Regions from separate parts of the Sus scrofa genome. Here regions 1 and 2 are each linked to region 3. The links are chromatin contacts, called in public targeted proximity ligation maps. All regions are on one chromosome and are shown on one strand. The core of a region is the stretch at or near the end of the contact, and the rest is flanking DNA. Distances in the headings are between cores, read along the strand shown.

What was found.
Region 1: a contact with region 3 is called in a targeted proximity ligation map of skeletal muscle. A contact is called at or near these places in 1 of 47 Hi-C or Micro-C datasets (retroperitoneal adipose tissue) and 2 of 2 datasets of targeted methods (alveolar macrophages and skeletal muscle).
Region 2: a contact with region 3 is called in a targeted proximity ligation map of skeletal muscle. A contact is called at or near these places in 1 of 47 Hi-C or Micro-C datasets (liver) and 1 of 2 datasets of targeted methods (skeletal muscle).

The regions. Positions count from the first base shown.
Region 1 is chr3:97,176,868-97,181,259 of Sscrofa11.1, reverse strand. All of the region lies in intron 38 of THADA (thyroid adenoma-associated protein), which reads right to left. Among named protein-coding and RNA genes, the nearest start is that of ZFP36L2, 21 kb to the left of the region's middle.
Region 2 is chr3:97,148,358-97,152,659 of Sscrofa11.1, reverse strand. THADA (thyroid adenoma-associated protein) reads right to left here. Exons shown (of 40, transcript XM_021088406.1): 38 at 942-1,073. Among named protein-coding and RNA genes, the nearest start is that of ZFP36L2, 50 kb to the left of the region's middle.
Region 3 is chr3:96,993,255-96,997,452 of Sscrofa11.1, reverse strand. All of the region lies in intron 28 of THADA (thyroid adenoma-associated protein), which reads right to left. Among named protein-coding and RNA genes, the nearest start is that of THADA, 120 kb to the right of the region's middle.

The sequences.
Region 1 (4,392 bases), core at 1,055-3,554, 180 kb before region 3:
TCCTTTCTTGTCCCTGGCATCCCGCCTCTGGTCCTCACCTCTGTATCCACAGTCACCTGTCCTGACAACTGCACCTGTCCACCCCCGCTCTGAGGTTCACCCTCACACGTCCTCCTTTGGAACAAGGGCAACCTTCCAACCTGCCTCCTTGCTTCCAGTCTTGTCTTCATTGTCTCCAAGCCATCCCTCCTCTACCCTGTGGTCCGGGCAATCTTTCTAACCCTTTGTTTTAAAGGTCTCCAGTGAGAGTTCCCTGGTGGTCTAGTGCTTGGGATTTAGCACGTTCGCTGCTATGGCTCAGGTTCAATCCCTGGTCTGAGAACCGAGATCCCACATCAAGTACCGCACGCTGCTGAGGCCAAAAAAAAAAAGCTTTTCAGTGGCTCCTTGAAGCCAGAGTGTCTTAACTCCTTAGCAGAAGGGTTCATTCTGCCTGGCTCCCCTGCCCCCATAGTTACGGGAATAAGTAAGTTCCTGGCCCTCCTTTTTCATGCCCCATCACGAGTGCATGGGCCATACCAGCCATGCAGGTATTAGCTTCCCATCTTCCTTCACTCCAGGCTGTTGAGTCCCTATCTTACTAAGTTCTTGCCTTGCCTGAGTCCAGCCTTTTCAGTACCTCTTTGGTGACTTCTTCATTTCCAGAAAGACTCCTGCTTCCTCTGGCTTATTCCTTCAGTTTCTCTCTAGATCTAGCAGGATGAGGTCAATGTGTCTTAGAGGGTGAGGAAGGGGTGGTCCACCCCTGTTATTCCTCGTCAGAGCAGACCTAGGAGACTCCGTCAAGAAAGGACCGCCAGTTTCTCAAAGTTAAACACAGAACTGCCATATAATCCAGCAACTCTAGCCCTAGGTATACATCTAGAAGAACTGAAAATAAGTACTCAAACAACCGCTTGTGCATGAATGTTCACAGCAGCGTTATTCACAGTAGCCAAAAGGCGGAAACAACCCAAGTATCCATCACTGGATGAAGGATAAACAAAATATGGTACATCCATACTACACATTATTACTTGAGCATAAAAATAAATGAAGCACTGCTACATGCTACAATATGGATGACGCTTATAAACACTCTGCCTAGTGAAAAGAGCCAGGCAGGAAGGGTCATACATTATATGATTCCATTTCTATGAAATAGCCAACATAGAGAAATTCAGAGACTCAGAAAGCAGATTGGTGGCTGCAAGGGACTAGGAAGGGAGGGGAGAATAGGGAGTGACTGCTTCATGGATACGGGATTTTTTTGGAGGGTGATGAAAATATTCTGGACCTACAGGGTGGTGATGGTTGCACAATATTATGAATTACCAAATGCCACCGTGTGGTATACTTTAAAATGGTTAATTGCATGTTACGTGAATTTCACCTTAATAAAAAAAAAATACAGAAAGAAAAGATCTCCTTGGGGACGGAGCCAGAGGGTGTGCCAAGAATAGAGGATGGTGGGAAATTCAATTTTATACCCTTGTGTCTTTAAATTAAAGGGGGTGGGGTTAAGAAAAGGGCTCCTCAGTGAGTATTGCTCCCCCGGACACATGTCCCAAAGACTAGCCCTGAGCAGGGGTGGGAGGGGTGGACAGATGGAGGGGTACATAGGGCTCGAAAGAGGCGAAGAGGGGCCAGCCCTCCCTCCCTGCTGCTGGTTGGCTCACCCAAGGACAGAGGTTTAGACTCAGAGGGCTGGAAAGGGGGCAGGCAGAGGAGGGTGGTCTGAACAGCCACTGCGGAGGGAACCCTTGTTTTCCTACACCTCATCACGTTTGCTAAGAAAGCAAGACATTTTATGTCTAGAAGCACCTGCAAGGTAAGACTCATATGTAAGTGGATCCTGTGAAATAGACTTTTATGCAGAGAGCAGAGATCGGATCACAAAGCCATAAGGAGAAATCTCTTTACCCGAATTACACAGACCCACTCGTCTGGTTTCCATTTCATTGCCTGAGTCTGTTTTATAGTTGTGCTTTTTCATGAAAGCTTTTAAGGGAGGCTATTCCCTGATGTCATGCAAAAAAAATGTCTGAATACAATTACATTACGGAGCAGCACTCTTGGAAGAGAACACAGACACGAAGCTCGCTGGTGTCCTGTTTCCTTCCCCTTAAAAGCTATTTGTCTGTTCTCTAAAAACAGAAGCCCCCAAACCCGAATCCCAGGACCCTCTATCTGTCACAATGCCCAGCAGCACTGATTTGGGAAATGCACGCAGAACTGGGGACCCCCGGGGAGGTGGGAAGGCTGTCAGGGAGCCGTGTTCAGCTCTGGTGACCAGCACACAGTCCTGAGCCACCTTGTCTCAGGTCACACATTTTACAATCAAGGGGAGGGAACAGAGCCCCCTGCTATGGGCTCTCTCAGGAATCGCCTATAAAACCTCCTCTCATTTCCTCCCTATCCTCATGCTTTATTCAGACGCGCCCCAAGGCTCGGGGAATGGGTTTCCTTAAAAGCTACTAGGAAAAGTGCTCTTAATCCAAATCTGCTCTACTGTGAGCACACTCTCCATGTTTTTCATCCTTTCCCTAGCTTTCTGGTCCTGGCAGAAGCTGCCATACTCCTCCCTTTCCAGTAGAGGCTGTTCCTTCTTTGCTTCATCTCTGACTCAGGCCGATCAGCAAACGCCTTCTACCTCTACACGATCCCCTCGCCTTCCCACTCAACCATCTCTTTGAAGTCCCTACTATGAAAATTCAGAGACTCTGAAAGCAGATTGGTGGCTGCAAGGGACTGGAAAGGGAGGGGAGACTAGGGAGTGGCTGCTTCATGGATACGGGATTTTTTTGGAGGGTGATGAAAATATTCTGGACCTACAGGGTGGTGCCTCCTAACTGAACCGCTGTATAAACTGTCCCAACCTTCTCCCTGTCCCTATATCTTTACTCCCTTAACCACTCATTCTTCCAGATAATCTTGTTTTCTACAAAAGACATTCAGCATAAGCTCAAACTTCTGTCCTCCCCCACTTGAAAACGTCTCTAATGATTCTTTTGAAACATTAGCTTGAAAGCAGAGCAGGGTCTGGGAAACGCAGTGTTAGGACAGGAGAGAGAGCCTGGAGAGGGAGGAGGAGAGCCTGCAGACATATGGGAGAAAAGGGCGCCGTGGCTGGAGGAAGGTCCTGGGGATGGAATGAGCTGCTGCACAAAGGATTCATGGACATGAAGGAGCATTTTTTTGCTGAGTTTGAAGGGGGCCGGATAAGAAGATTGATGACTGTTACAGAGTGGCCTCCTCCTTACTTTTAAACTCCTTGAAGCTGGCTTCTGACCTTCCCACTACTGGACCTTCTCTCTCAACTCTCACTTAGGACATTTCCTCCATCCTTATTCTCTTTGACCAGATCTTTTGATGGTGAGCGGCATGGCTGACCAACTCTGTCCTTGCTCATTTTTCCTTAGGTGAGTTCATGACAATGGAACCTCTTGGTCTTCTTGATGGGGCTTGGTTACTTCCTTGGCTAGCTCCTCTCCCAAACTATTACCAGAGTCTTCTACAAATGCTCCCTTACCTTTAATTTCTCTCTCTCCCCACCCCTAATCCATCCATTTATCTCCCTCTTTCAATATATAGTTACTGATCCCCTACCATGTGCCAAGCACATGGCAGCTATTAAACTGTAGCTGAATTAATCTTAATGTATAGCTCTGATCATGTTACTTATTTGTTCAAAAGTTTTTACTGGTTTTCTGGTGCAAATGATATCCAGATTCACTGCCGTGGCTCTCCCAGTTTCCGTGGACATCTGCTGTTTTTGTGGGCTTAGCTTCCATTTGCCTTCTCTGGATGGCTGTGCCCCAGTCTTCTCCTGGAGAATCAGCCCTTCCACAATTTTGGCCCATGTGGTTTGGGTGTGGTTATCCTGCCCCCCGCCCCAAGCATGAGCACCTACCCCAGGTCTAAGCCACTCAGGGCATCATCATCATCCTTGCCTCAGAGATTAGTTCCGGGATGGGCCTGGAACCCAACTACAGTCATTAAAAAAAGCCTTTAAAAGAGATTTGAGTGACACAGGCCTCGAATAAACCAAGATGCAAAGGCTAGAGCAGCTGCTGCATCTTAGAACTTCCAGGGGAGTGAGAGCTTATCTGAAAACAGAACCAACCTAAGGACAGAGGAAGAACATGGCAAGAAACCAGGTCCTTGGGACACTGTCTGAGCCCTTGCATCATGCCACATCTGAAGCCAGCCCTGACCCCAGAACTCTCAGTCATGGGAGCCAATATGCTCCCTCCACCCAGTGCTGGAGCAGGTTGGATCAGAGAAAGAGTCTTGCTTGATCCAAAGCTCCTCTGCTGCATCCCAGCTTCCTTTCACCTCATCCTCTGTGCGTATGAAGACTTGCCTACTAATTTATTCCTTTCCTGCACATGCCTCACACCTGGCCAACCC
Region 2 (4,302 bases), core at 115-2,614, 160 kb before region 3:
TGTTGCTGTGGCTGTTGCATAGGCTGGTGGCTGTAGGTCTAATTAGACCCCTAGCCTGGGAACCTCCATATACCATAGGTGTGGCCCTAAAAAGCAAAAAACCAAAAAAACCAACCAATCAAACAAAAATGGTGCTCTGACTTGTCTGGGGGATGGCTGACCCGGAGATCTTTGGTGACACCTGGCCCCAAGTGCAGGGAATGCACGTCACCCTCCCAGATGGCCACTTGTCCAGAGGTGTGACCTTGCTTCTGCTCCACTGACCCCGCTCCCTACAGCAGCCCATTTTCCACTTGCAGCCAGGAGGTGCCTTTGTCTCCTTCACCCTTTGCCACCACATACACATAACTGAGGCCCAGGGCTGTAACGGCTCACATCACGGGCTGAGTGGCTCTGAGCTCAGGACACCCCCGCTGGGCTGCTCCTCTTTCCACTCGCCTCCTGGGTTAACATTGCCACGAACGAGGGGCCAAGGCACAAAGGAGAAACTTGACTTATACTCAACTGTTTCTGTCACGTGTAGAAACTCGCAGGGGAACAAAACGATGGATCTATGACTCCTGCATTGTGTAGCCACACAGATAATCAAGACTCGGCCTTATTTGAAAAGGATGGCAATGTAACTAACAAATGGCACAACTTATGAGAGTTTTACATTTGAAAGCAATTTTTCTCTATGAAAATCTAGAACAGGGGTTGGACATTGGCTAGCAGGTCAAATCTGGATAGCCGCCTGCTTTTGTAAATAAAGTTTTAGGGGAACACTGTCAGGTCTGCTTGTTTACCTCCTGTTTATGGCTGCTTTCCCATTAAAATGGCAGAGTTGGAACAGACCAAGTGGCCAACGAAGCCTAAAATGTTCACTCCCTGGCCCTTTACAGAAAACGTGTGCCAATCTCTGTCCAAGAGCAACAAGGCATCAAAGGATGAAAACGAGGTACCTGTTGACAGGCAGGTGTTTTCCTGGGACACGGCGGTCATCACGGTTTCCGTGGCTGCATCTCGGATGACTTGCTCCTCACTCTGCAGGAGGGTGAGGACACATCTCCAGAGGGCAAGTGTATCCTGCAGTCCTAAGAAGGCCCAAAAGAATCCGAATCACCTAGGATGTGATTTACAAGCGGGTATAAACACTGCTTCAAATCCAGTATTTAATGAGCAACAGTTACTCCTTTTTTGGTGGGCATTGCAAGAAAGGGAGACCTGAGAGTTAGACACATGCTGGAAGAGAGGGGCCCCAAGGGGGAAGGTTTGGAAACACCCTTTTGAGTCGAAAGGCTTCTGGAGGCAACCAGACTTAGGCAAGGCTGCCTAGAAGGTATGGCCTGGCTGACTAAGGCCCAGCTGTCCACAATGACTCATGCTTCTCAGGAATGAAACTTTATGCATCAAGAGTGCTCTGGGAAACCAGCCCAGTGTTGATTTGAGTGGCTGTGTGAGCTTATAAATTCTGAAAGCAAAGTTTCAATCAAGATTTTGCTTTGGGGGGACAGGAACTAAAAAAAAAGCCAAGAACCACAATAAAGGCACTGGCCTGGGCCACGTCTACATGGGGTCCACGATCTGACCGATGTTACCCGGGGCAGGAGCCTGCCGAGTCCCTGTGTTTGGTGCTGCTGGGGACCGCGGAAGAGGAATAGAGTCTGCCCCTGAGCAAATGAGGGGGACATCAAGGCGAGAACACGAGGCAAGGAGCAGGCAGGGCTGGGACCCACCACGGGAAGGACCCCAGAGGCAGACCGGGTGAGGGGAGGGAGGGGGCAGGGTTCAAGAAAGGACACGGGCTGTCTCTGGGGCGGGTGGGTGGGTCGTCATGGAAGACCATCACGCATCAACCCTCGTCTTCTGAAGAGGAACTGAGCCCATCCTGAGAACCCTCCTGAGCCTCCCTGCTCCCTCATCCATCCACAGAGAACCGATAACAGCCACCAACGCTCCAGTCATACTAAGAACAGCCTGGCTCCTGCTGGGGTTTGTGCTCTCCTGTCTGTTATAAATTTGGCTTTAATTTTTACTCCGTCTTTCAGAATCTATTCATTCTACTCGATCTCTAGGGTTTCAAAGTTTCCTTTCTTTTTTCTTTTTGTCTTTTCTAAGGCTGCTCCCGCGGCATATGGAGGTTTCCAGGTTAGGGGTCGAATCAGAGCTGTAGCCACCGGCCTACACCAGAGCCACAGCAACACGGGATCCGAGCTGCGTCTGCGACCTACACCACAGCTCACGGCAACGCTGGATCCTTAACCCACTGAACAAGGCCAGGGGTCGAACCCACAACTTCATGGTTCCTAGTCGGATTTGTTAACCACTGTGCCACGACAGGAACTCCCAAAGTTTCCTTTCTTAATATTTTCTTAGACCCCTATGATCCTCAACTTGTCCCCCTTAGTCCATTTCAACTTTTCTTCTTCCCCCTTAAATGACTTTGGTCTGTCCTTGACTTGTCCCCATGTAATTCTCTGCCCTCTGTCTCTCAGTCCCACACCTATTTTTCAGGTTCTTGATGGCCATCCGCCAGCTCTGACCTCCTCCTCACTGCTTGTAATGCTCTAACCAGCTCCAGCAATTCAGGATGAACCGATGGCTTCTGCTCAGGACTCAGTTTCACTCAGGAACTGCACGTTACTCCACACACGTCTGCCCAATGTGAGCCGGGGATGGAGCAGCCCAAGTCACCCAGAAAATGTGCTGCAGACTGATATTATCCTCCCCGAAGAAGCTTCACCCAAGTTTGGTGGTTTTTTTTTTTTTTTTTTTTTTGCTTTTTAGGGTCACACCCGCGGCATATGGAGGTTCCCAGGCTAGGGGTCGAATTGGAGCTAGAGCGGCCAGCCTACACCACAGCCACAGCAATGCAGGAACTGAGTCGTGTCTGTGACCTACACCACAGCTCCTGGCAATGCCAGATCCTTAACCCACTGAGTGAGGCCAGGGATCAAACCCGAAGCCTTACGGTTCCTAGTCGGATTCGTTTCCGCTGCGCCATGAGAGGAACTCCCAACTTCACTGAAGTTGATCAACCTTTGCTCTTATTCCTATGGGTCCAATGATTATATCACAATTGTAACAGGTCCCCTTCCAGTCCTCCATTGGATGTGAAAAAAATGCCTAAAAGTCACTTAGAAGAAAGATCGAAGAGGATACCAAAGACAACTTTGTTTCAGAGGGATCCAGGGACACGAGATGCTTGATTGGTCTGAACTCTTGATAACACTCAGAATTTGAATCTCACCATCTAAAAAAGCAATTATTTCCTTTCTTATGTAAATCCCTTCTCCACAACTACACTGAAAGCTCCCCAGATGCAGGGACCACGGTTTATTCTCCTGGGCTGGAAACGGAAGAGAGTAAAAAGAGCCTTCCAGTACTGGATAGAAGAGAATCCCTGCCCGGTAATACAAGGGTAAGACGGCAGCAGAGGCCAAGGCCAGGGCTTGGGTCTTGGGTTTCCCTTTTATTTAACCCTATGTTTAAAACAAAACCCTATAATTAAAAAAAATGTTTTTAAGTTAAAACAAAACAATAATCCCTATGCTTTTTCAATTCCTTCAGACTTCCTAAAGCTTGGTTTTCTCGAACACCACTGATGTGATGCTCATTGGGTGGCAGTGAGGAAAGAGACATGAAGGTGGAGAATATGATTAGACCTGTATATCTCTTTGATTTCCAAATATCTCTACCTTTATTTTCCAAAGATGCCTTAACTTCGAACTAATTTCAGTGAAAGGAACCAGCAGACTTTCCAGTCTTAAATTTAAGCCAGAGCCAGGAAGCCATCCTTGAATGTTCCCTTTATATTAGCCTCAACACCAAGTCCTGTTGATTCTACTTCCTAAATGCCTTTCAGCCTGGCCTTTCTTCCTCCTCAAGGCCATGCTTCACACTGACCCATTCATTTCTCACTGCAACAGGCTTCCTGGAAGAGGTGATGGTTAGACTGAGTCTTGAAAGACAAACAAAAGTCAGTCAAGCAGCAGTTTGTTTAGAGAACTGTTCCCCACTGATGACGCATGGGGAGTGGTGGCTGATGAGGAGGGAGAGGTGGGCAGGGCACAGAAGACGAAGGGCCTCATGAGCCACGCTAAAGAGCCTTTAGATTTATCCTGAAGGCAAGAGGCACCCACTCGAAGGCTTTAAGCAGTGGAGGGAAATGTTCAGACCTGTATTTCAGAAAGACCACGGAAGTTTTTTGGAAGCACAAGGAGGAAGGAGCGCTTAGGGGACAAGACTGAAAGAAAAGAGGCCAGTTAGGAGGTTGGTGGTGAAAAGTGATTTGAGTAGGAACTAAGTGTGTGAATATCCATG
Region 3 (4,198 bases), core at 208-2,707:
CCATTTAGAAGGAACTGCCCACAAATATTTTCTAATACATTTTTTCCTTTTGTCTAATTCAAATTGTGATTGCTTCATTTTTTCCTCCTTTAAGTCCAATTTTGTTCTTTGTATTTACTTCTACTTCTTTATTTGCCATTCAACAAGGGGCAGTCCATCATAAAACCTACTCCATGCTTTCTAAAATTTATGTAGTACCAAGTAACTTCAACCTGTAAGTACACTAAGAAAGAAAAAGGGGGACAAACCAACAAATCAGGTGGTAGGAGATAAATATCCTTACATACACACAAAGCCTCACTCTCTCCACAGAGATCCATAAATAGGGTGGCCAAGGCTTATTTATAGAAAGGACAAAGGGACAGGATAAAAATGAAAATACAGCCAAAGAAGCCTCTTCGTCTCCTCTGGCCTGATTTAAATAGGGTTACTCAAGTTCATGGATTGGTAATAGATGATGTTGCAAAATTAGGATGAATCAGAGTCATCACTAAAATATTGTTTTATTCTAAGAATGGACAATATCATATGTTTTGCCCTAAAACACATGACTCATAGGGAGCCCATGATTCCTTTTCCATTCTTCCCTGAAATTTGACAAAAAAAAAAAAAAAAAATCAGAAAGGGTAAGTTAGGGGAGCCACATACCTAGAGTTTCACACCATTTTAATGGTGGTTTCAATCCTGCTATTACTCAGATATGCGACTCAGGTTAAGTCACTTAACTTCTGAGTCTCAGTCTCCTATCTATTAAACGGGGATAATTATACCTAACCTAACTCCCTTACCAGGTTACCACTAGGATCAAATGTGAAAGTACTTTGAAATCATCAATTTCTGCTGATTCGACCTCCTATTTCTCAATTCTATTCATTTCTTTCAACTTTCATTGTCACTATTCTAATTCAGACCACCAACATTTCTTCCCTAGGCTGGATCACCTTTATAAATAGCAGAACACCACAGTATACCGTTCACGAGGAAAATGAGAAAGCCAAGCTAAATGTATTCCATTTCACCATCTAACATTTATTTGACATTCTCCTGTGACTGCGGTCTGTATGTATTTGTGGGCATGTATATTAAAATGTCCTTTGTTTTACGAAATGATTCTGACAGGTGGTGCATTTAACATCCTTACTTAACAAAACGAAAAGGTTAGTAACTCCATTATGGTGATCCACAAAATTTAATTTTTTTTTTCTGGTTCATGAAGTCCAAATGTTTGGGTACCATTAGCCTATATTATCCTAACAAACAAAGCCATTCAAACAAACTCATCCCTGGTCTTCAAACTTTTACTTCCAATCCAGCTTTATTGTGTTCTCTACACAGTGGTCAAACTGATCAAACTAAAACAAATCTAATCCCTTTATACCTGTGCTTGAAATAACTTCCTTGCTCCTGTGTCCTCAGGTTGGCTGACCTCATCTCAGGCCACGTGGCCCTTGCACTCTGCATAGCAATCATGTGTTGTGATGGCTCATATCACTCCTGACTTCTGAACAGGAACAGCCCCCTCCTATATCACCTCCTCTTTCTCAGGTAAATACTGCATATCCTTTTGCTCAGCCATTATCTTTTTTGCTCTAAGGTGTCTTCCTTGATTCCTCTAAGCCCATATTCCATGTATCCACCATGTACCATTACAGCAGCAACTCTTACTTCCTTCACTGTAGAACTTCACTAATATGTTGATAAATATTTACTGGGCTTCTGCTATATGTCAGGCACTGCTCCAGGTGCTGGAGATGGAGCAGTGAATGAGATAAAGATCCACTCCCAAGGAGCTGACATTCTAGTAAGAGGAAGCAGGTTAGAAGTTAAAATTCAAAATAACAGAGAAGTGAAACACTTGGTGATGGTTCATCCCTGTATTCCACGGACCTGGAACAATGTCTGGCTCCAAGCTGGTGCTCAAAAAATATTTGTCGAATGAATAAACATTCATTTTAGGAGTGTCAAAAAGCACTATACAAGTGTGAAGCCTTGACAACTGTGGGCATTGGGTTCACATCGGCCTATTAAAATCTCTTCCTAGAGTCTGGCTTAAGTTTTCAGAAGCCTTAAAGCGGGCTGCATCAGTCATATCAGGGCATTCGATATTCTAAGACTTGGTTTTACACTTGGCAGAAGTAGTACTTTTACCAGTAATTTTCAGATCAAATGAGTTAAGCACTGAAGGCTCAAACGTCCCAACTTGGCACAGTCTCCATCTTCCTCAAACTCAAAACACAAAATTAAAAGAAAGCCAGTTCCTTATATGGTTCAGACACCAGGATGTTGGCCTCCTACTCTACCAAAAAGGTTCACACTGGAAAAGTCAATAACTACCAGGAACAAGGGCCTTGTCAGATCACTGTCAAGGCATAATCCCACCTGAGCTGTCACCCACTGAAGTGAATTAAAGTCAAGAAAGTCAACATTTAATGAATATTCACTTGCCTTTGGTTCAAGAATGGTCTTAGAAATAAGCTTTCCTTTAATTAAGAACAAAAGTACCCCAGAAAGCTGAAATGAGATCTGAGGAACAGTCCACCTGAGTCAGCTAGTCAGCATAAGGAAGAGTTGGCAGTCCCTGGCTGACAATGCTCCAGAGTGTGACTGAAACACCATTCTGTTCATGTAAAGATGTGGAAAACACCGAGTGCCTGTCATGGTTCAGTGGAAACGAATCTGACTAGCATCCATGAGGATACAGGTTTGGTCCCTGGCCTTGCTCAGTGGGTTAAGGATCCAACATTGCCATGAGCCGTGGTGCAGGTCACAGACGTGGCTCAGATCCCTAGTTGCTGGGGCTGTGGCGTAGGCTGGCAGCTACAGCTCCGATTCGACCCCTAGCCTGGGAACCTCCATGTGCCGCAGGTACCACCTTAAAAAGACCAAAAAAAAAAAAAAAAAAAAAAAAAAGAGAGAGAGAGATTTGGAAAACAGATTTTTCTGGACAGATCTAGGCCTGACATCTCTACTACCAAGCTGACAAGCCAAAATATGAACCTGGTACAAAGGTACCCAGCAGTTCTAAAAAGAGCTTGCGGTGTTTATAGACTGCTAATTCTCAATCCTGGGCCTAGACATACACCAATCAATCAAGCAATGGACAGTCGTGTCCTGAGCAGTATGCTAAGTGCTCTGGAGGACACCGGCAGCGCACATTAAGGTTCAATTCTAAGCCTCAAGGACTTAACATCAAGCTTAAAACATATGACAGAAGTTAAAGCATGATTGAAGGACTGGCATGGTAAGAGCTAACAAAGTGGCACAAGCTTGCTCTGGAGGCCAAAGCAGAGGGATGCTCAGGGAAACCTAGCTCCATGGATGGAAGGCACCAGGAGGTGGACAGATTTGGAAATGTAGAGAAAGAGCAGTCTTAAATTAGTCTTGGTGGCTCCAGGGCTTGAAGGACAGCTAAGGGTCCCCTTTCCCAGAGGCGGGGGAGGTTGAAGGAGGAGGAAGTATGTGGAGGAGAAGGGGCTGGCAGGAAACCATGGAGAGAGAGACGAGCAAGGCCTGCCTGGGGACGAAGGAAGAAGCTGGACCAAAATGCTCCTGGAGGAGGGAGCAGGTTGGACGTCAGAAGGCCCTGAATGCAAGCTAATGAGTTTCAACCAGATTTCTCAAATCCTGGAAATCTACTTGAAGTTTTGGCCAGTGAGTAACATGACTGTGTTTAAGTCTGTCCTAAACATTTTTATATAAGTCTACACTGCCCACAAAAAAAAAGAATTAAAAAGAGACTTTTTCTCAACTATGTTCCTAAAGTTTAAAAAAACCCTATCACTGTCACTAAATCTTAGATCACTCCGTAAATCACACATCCTTGAGTAAACACGGTAAACACTGAACGGTCCATTTTACACAGCACTGAAAAAATGACTTCTTAAAGGCAAACTCAGTCCTAACTACATTCACTCCCTGACTTCACCCTCCCCCTAAAACCTGACTAGGGTCTTTATTTTGCATTAAGTGTTACAGATTTCCTTATGGACCTGGAAGGAAGAGCTGTTAGTCATCAATCTGGATGGTGTGCATTAATAGGGTCTTTGTTCAGAACATTTAATTATAGGTTTGAGCCTTGGACGAATGCAAAATGAAAATATTGGAGGGGACTTTCCTTCTGCTAATCTGCCAGCCAAGCAGTACCATGGATTCCAAAACGGTCCCTCCGCACATCATTTGGAGAGGCGGTCTCTTCCCT